2 separate regions of the Capra hircus genome follow, and region 2 is linked to region 1. A link is a contact called in public Hi-C data. All regions are on one chromosome and are shown on one strand. The core of a region is the stretch at or near the end of the contact, and the rest is flanking DNA. Distances in the headings are between cores, read along the strand shown.

The links. Hi-C and Micro-C count contacts between places; a contact is called where the count stands out from the background.
Region 2: a contact with region 1 is called in a Hi-C map of blood, with 8 times the contacts expected there. The contact joins two enhancer-like sites. A contact is called at or near these places in 2 of 5 Hi-C or Micro-C datasets (both in blood).

The regions. Positions count from the first base shown.
Region 1 is chr7:106,594,039-106,597,234 of ARS1.2, forward strand. All of the region lies in intron 5 of ADAMTS2 (A disintegrin and metalloproteinase with thrombospondin motifs 2), which reads right to left. Among named protein-coding and RNA genes, the nearest start is that of ZNF354C, 160 kb to the left of the region's middle. Within about 2 kb of position 1,668, at least 1 of the 5 cell types and tissues checked has an H3K27ac peak or open chromatin away from gene starts, as enhancers often do.
Region 2 is chr7:106,991,816-106,995,011 of ARS1.2, forward strand. No RefSeq gene overlaps it. Among named protein-coding and RNA genes, the nearest start is that of RUFY1, 42 kb to the right of the region's middle. Within about 2 kb of position 1,701, at least 1 of the 5 cell types and tissues checked has an H3K27ac peak or open chromatin away from gene starts, as enhancers often do.

The DNA of each region.
Region 1 (3,196 bases), core at 418-2,917:
AGAGACGTGTCTGTCTTTCTTTCAGAAGCAATGGCGATCCCGCAGTCTTTCCGTGCCGCCACAGTAGTGGGTGTGGCTGTCCGGGCTGATGCGCTGAAGAATATTAACAGTGCTGAAGAGAGGGGCAAACGCCAGGTGCCCATTAGGCCATGCTCCAAAGTCATTGACGGGCTTCTAACTGTGATGATGAAGGATGGTCACTTTGGCGAACTTGACATCACCGAGGATCACAGAGCTGGGAAAGCTGTGAGCTTCACGGGCAGGCTGAATAAGTGTGGAGCAGTCAGCCTCAGATTGGATGCGCACCTCAAGGGTCTAGAAAAACGGCAGAATAACCTGCTCCCACCCCGTCAGCTTGGTTCCACTGTCCTGACAACCTCCGCGGGCATCAAAGACCACGAAGGAGCGAGACGAAAGCACACAGGAGGAAAAAAATCTTTGGATTCTTTCTCTAGGGCTGCAATACATACAAATAAAATGCCTCGGAGGGGCGTCTGGAAGCCACGCCACCTCTGAAGGCGTTCTGTGTGTGGGGCCTCATCACCCCTCCGCAGGCAGGACAGGAAAGGAAGGGCGAGAGCCGAGGTGGCCACCAGGTGGCGCCGCTGCCGCAGGAACAGCAGAGGGAGCCTCGTGCGCCAGGATCAAAGGGCTGCTGCTCCTGAGACGCCGGCCACCGGCTCAAACGGAAGGCCCCAGCCAGCCTCTGGGGTCCCACATTAAACAAATCAATTAAGACTTCTGCAGAAAGTTCTGTCCCAATCTCTGCTCTCTGACATCTCCATTGTTTGCTCTAGAATGAGCTGAATTATTTACGCTCTTACCTCCTTTAGTCAAGGAGACAGGAGCAATGTGGGGCCAGCAGCGCGGAGGCTCCGCAGGTTCCAGGATGTGTCAGGGGATCCCTCAGATCACCAATCCCACACACCAAGGCACCTGCGAGTGATGGTGCGGCTCCCCAGGCAGCTCCGCGCCCTGGGGGCGGAAGCCTGCTTCGCTGTCATCGGCCCTGTGCCCCTGGACATGTTCCCTGCTCCACGGTCCCGGGCGCCCCCTCCCCAACCGCAGCGTACAGCTGGGAGCTCAGGCGCTTCCGGCCACGGCGATCAGCATCTTCAATATTGCCACCCAGCGGGAGCCAACCGAAAGCTTCTCAACTGCTCTGACCCCAGAGGGTCCCCCCCGCCACCCCGCAAACTCGCCCTCCCAAAGAAGCACAGGACCGCGTGCACAGAGCAGAGTCCAGATCTGCTGGGTTCAAGAAAGCAGAGCTCCCTTCTCAACGTCCACACTGCTAAAATGCAAGGCAGGAAATTCTCTGCGGTGCAGGTCAGTCTGCGTGCTGAACGATGCTGAGGAGCATCCCGACTTCTTCCTGCTGGATGCCATGAGCATCCCCAAGGTGGGGAGCTGCAAACTCGCCCTCTGAGGGGGGAACCCTGCCATGGGAAACCCCCAAGGGGAGCAAACCCAAGGAGCCCTGTGGAAAAACAGCCCAACCCAGCCTCCCTGAGCAAAGCCGCTTGCTCTCCGTTGTGTGACTTCGGCAGTCCTCACCAGTCCTGTCGGCGGGGCGGCGGGGCGGGGTGGGGGGGGTAGGGTGGGGGTAGGGGGGGTAGGGTGGGGGTAGGGGGGTCGGGTGGAGGGGGGCTGAGGTAAGAGCCCCAGAGAGCTGCTGTGAGGGTAGGGTGAGGTGAGTGAAGTCACACAAGGGGCTGCAGACAGGACCCGACCCAAAGAGGGCGCTGCAGGCTGAGACTTGCAGGAAGCCTCGCCCCCTGCTGCCATCGCTGGTGCGCGCTCACCTTACAGAGGACCCTAAGGCTCAACGATGGTAAATGACTCACAAGGACCGACAGGGGCCAGAATCAGCACCAAGCTGAGGGTCTTCTCCAGGCTGCTCTGGGGTGCCAGGGAGTACCTAGAGCTCAAACCTCACCACAGGCATCCACACTCCCAACACCAGTGAGGGCCAGGACTCCCGGATCATCAAGGCACATTCCAGACATCCTCCCAGAGGCTGGGAATCTATTCCCAGAGAAAGCCAAGCTGCCAGCTCAAGACTCTTCAAATGAACCTTCCCAGCTCAAGCCTGTAGGGCACATCTGTCTCCAATGCTTCCTGTTCTTCTCTGGACCCTGGAGACTCTGGCTCAGGAGGTGGGCCATAATGGCCAGGGGCTGGGCACCAGGCCTGGCGCCAAATGGTTGGGGGTTGGGGGTGTCCTCACCCTGAGGAAACAGGGGGCTGTCCCTGGGATGTCTGAATCCCCTACACAGCCCCCACACAGTCAGGGAGGCAGAGGTCCATATCAGGTCGGCATATGCAGGAAGAGGGTGGTGGCACCAGCCCCTTGAACACTGAGACCTGCCCCAGCACTTTCTTCTCTTGCCTTCCCCTGAGAGACTCACAGTCAGAATTTCTCCGACCCTTCTGTTCTAATGCTGAAAAATTCCTAGGAGCGTTCCATACTTTGTCTTGACCTGGTCTTTCACAACAAGATACCTTCTGTTCTCTGATTGTCCCCAAGTCTCTGATTTCCATTTGCTTTGATTTTCATCATCTTAGGAAATATTTAAAATGAGAACAGTTCAGTAGCTTTGGTTCCTTCTCAAAAAAATCAATTGAAAAGCCAGTTGCTATGCAACCCTCAAGCCTTGCTGGTGTTCTGCTCCCTGGCTGATGGCATATTGTATAAAATGAGATAATCTCTTTTCTTCTGCTGAGTTTTTTTTTTTTTTTTTAAGAAATGGAGAAAAATGTTGTTTTAGGAAAAACTTGAGACAACTCAGAGGCTCCTCATAAGCTGGAAGACAAACATGTCCTTTGCACAAGCACACCCGATTTTATCCCCAGCGGGGCCTCGGTGGGGCCGGGGGACAGGTGCAAGGTGAGCAGAGGGCAGGGAAGCTGGTCTGCTTCCATCACAGCTTGGAATGAATAGCAGAATCTGAATACCCAGGCCACTTTCTGCCCCCAGTCTGGGTCTCCCTCTCACTGCTCCCAGACCCACCCCCTTGCCCTGACTCTGCAGACCTTGGAGGACACAGCTCAGGGCCCTCTCCTGGCAGGGGTCAGCCTGCAGTCCCCTTGGCCTTTCTGTGCTTCAAGCCTCGCAGGGACAGGGCCTCACTCACTGTCAGGAAGCACGTGGCTCCTTTAAGAGCAGCTCATCGGAATCCATTCTCCTTGGGAG
Region 2 (3,196 bases), core at 451-2,950, 400 kb after region 1:
ATTTGTTAATGTGGTGTATCATATAAATTGATTTGTGGATATTGAAAAATCCTTGTATCCCTGGGAATACCTAGTAATAGACCTATCTAAGGAAGTAAAAGGCCTTGAAAAGTATAAGACTTTGATGAAATAAACTGACCACTAGTGCAACCTGGGAAGCCCTCTCTTACCTTATGACCCAGCAATTCCACCCCTACACATTGACCCAAGAGAAAGGAAACATGTGTCCACACAAATTCTTGTACCAGAATGTTCATTGCAACTTTATTCATAATGGAAAAATTGAAAACAACCCAAACGCTCATCGACAAGAAAATGAATAAGTAAATTGTGGTATGGGTTTCCCCGGTGGCTCAGTGGTAAAGAACCTGCCAGCCAGTGCAGGAGACGCAAGAGACGCAGGTTCAGTCCCTGGGTTGGAAGATTCCCCTGAACAAGGAAATGGCGACCCACTCCAGTAGGCTTGCCCGGAAAATTCCACTGACAGAAGAGCCTGGCGGGCTACAGTCCACGGGGTTGCAAAAGAGCCGGACACAACTGAGCAACTAGACAACAGTGACAACAACACAGCGGGACACTACTTGACAGTTTCCAAAAGGAATGGTCTACTAATACAAGCAAAAACAGAATACCCTTAAAAAGTGTGCTTTGAGCTAAATGCGATCCAAAGGAGTGCGTACTTTATGATCTGTTAATATGGAGTTCAAAACTACAAAAAAAAAAAGGCTAATCTTTTGGAATAGAAATCAAAACAGTGTTTGCTTGGGGAGCAAGATGGGGGCAGGAGGGAGATAGAGGGGACAGAAACAGGCAGGATTTTTTCTAAGGTGATAACAATGTTCTCTAAGTTGACTGGGGTGTTGGCCACACAGATATGCAAATATTTGTTTAAAAAAAAAGTCATTGATCTAAATATACTTAAGGTGTGTGCATTTGACTGAACTATACCTCAGTTTTAAAATGTATGTGTGTGGAGTTGGAGATGATATCCGGCTGAAGCTGAGGGACAGAAAGGCCCATCTGTGGACTTGGACAGCCCCCAACACTCAGCAGGCTCCAGGTAGACAAAGCTTGGCACTCTCATGAAGACTCTGGAACACTTTTCATGGGCTTGGGGTCTGGGCACACCTCTAGATATTTCTGAGGGCCCAGTCGAATCTTGGGAAAGAAGTTCAACTGGGCTGGCAGTTGCAGTGAAGTGTATCTGCTGCATGGAAAGGAGGCTGAAGAAGGCGGGTGAGCAGACGGAAAATAGGGCATGGCTGAACCCTCCGGGGGAGTCCTGCCTGGAGTCCCATGGCCCTGGGGAGGCAGGGGAGAGCCTGCTTCACAGGCTGCTCTGTTCAGTGAACCCCCTTCCCACCTTGGCTCGCCAAGAGACTTATGTAAGTCTGTAGTCCAGCAGGCCTTCCCGTGTGAGAGGGGAACGTGGCCGGTGCAGGCTCTTCTCATCTCTGTCAGAGGAGGGAGATGCATGGGGAGCTCCTGGGAGCTGGCCCTACTACAGGTACTAACGAAGTGGACACACTGGGGCCCATACAGGGTCTGAAAACAGCGTCAGCGGAGCAGCAGGTCACGCCGGTGGCCCTCACCTGAGAGGGCAGAGCGAGCAAAGGCCAGAGGAGCAGGACCAGGGCACCGCAGGCCACGGCCCCGCACAGGATAGGAGACGGCCGCCATGGCCCAGAGGCCAAGAGGGCCCCGCGGGGAGGGCCACGGGCTGCTGTTCGAAGGCAGAAACACTTGGGGACACACCTTAGCCGTAATCCACAGGTGACACCTTAGAGGCAGCTGGGTCACTCAAGTAAGACTCATAAAGACGCTGAGGGGCAGGGCCCACCTGGGCCCCGGGTGGCAGCGTGAGCAAATGAAGGCTCCGAGCTGCCACATACACACGGCAATGTCAGCAAAACAGGACTCGGCTGACACAACCCGGGACTCTGAGTTTATACTCAGAACACCTCAACTGCGCAGAAGAACGTGCAGAAACACTGGGACACAACATGGCAAGACATCAACAGCGATCGTCGCTGGTCTCTTGGCCATGACCTGGAGCCAGCCCACCCCCTGTGTCTGCCCATGAGCAGACTTTCCCAAGGGGCCTCCAAATGCAAAGGCAAGACACAGCCAGCATAGCAGACAACTCATATTTGTCTTGCATAAGACCTTAATTTGTATAATTTTGTGATTTACTTTGGCACTGTCATGAGTGTGACTCTTTTGTCACAAAACAGTGAATAACATTTGCGAAACAATGTATGGAATTTAGGGATTTCACCAGTGGCTCAGCAGTAAAGAATCCGTCTGCAGTGCAGGAGACCCTGGAGACATGAGTTCAACCCCTGGGTCAGGAAGATTCCCTGAAGGAGGAAATGGCAAGTTGTTCCACTGCTCTTGCCTGGGAAATCCCATGGGCAGAGGACCCGGCGGGCTGCGGGCCATGAGGCTGCAGAGTCGGACATGACTGAGGACACCCATACCATACATATTTATGGAATTTATTTTTTATTGGTAATAAAAAATGAAATATGTACTTTTAAAAGTGATTTTCCTCTTCTCTGTAATGTTTTGGTTCTTTTCAAATTTATAATAAAAGAAAATCCTGGTGACTTCCCTGGTGGTGCAGTGGTTGGAACTTTGCCTTCCAATGCAGGGAGTGTGGGTTCAATCCCTGGTGAAAGAGCTAAGATCCCCCATACCTCTAGGCCAAAAAACCATGACATAAAAGAGAATCAATGTTGTAACAAATTCAATAAAGACTTAAAAAAAAAAGAAAAACTTTGAAATGTATCTGTGGATATGTGATTACATATGAAATAGTGATTTCAAATGTTTTTGCCTCAGGATCCTCTTAAAAAACTATATTGCAGACCCCCAAAATAACTTTTGTTATGTGAGTTTGTATCTATCAATTTTAACTGTATTAGATGGTGAAACTGAGGAGATCTTGAGATATTTATTTATTTTAAAATAGCGTTAATGAACTTAGTGCATGTTAATATAAAATACGTTTTTTGAAAATTAACTGTATCTTCTAAAAATGTAGTGGTATTGTCTTACGTTTACAAATCTCTTTAAGGTCTGGCTTTGCAGATGACAGCTGGATTCTCAGATCTACTTCAGCCTTCAGTCTGTTGCCATGTCACACATCCTGTAGTCTCCTGAAAACTCCACTGTATACACCTGGGAGAAAGAG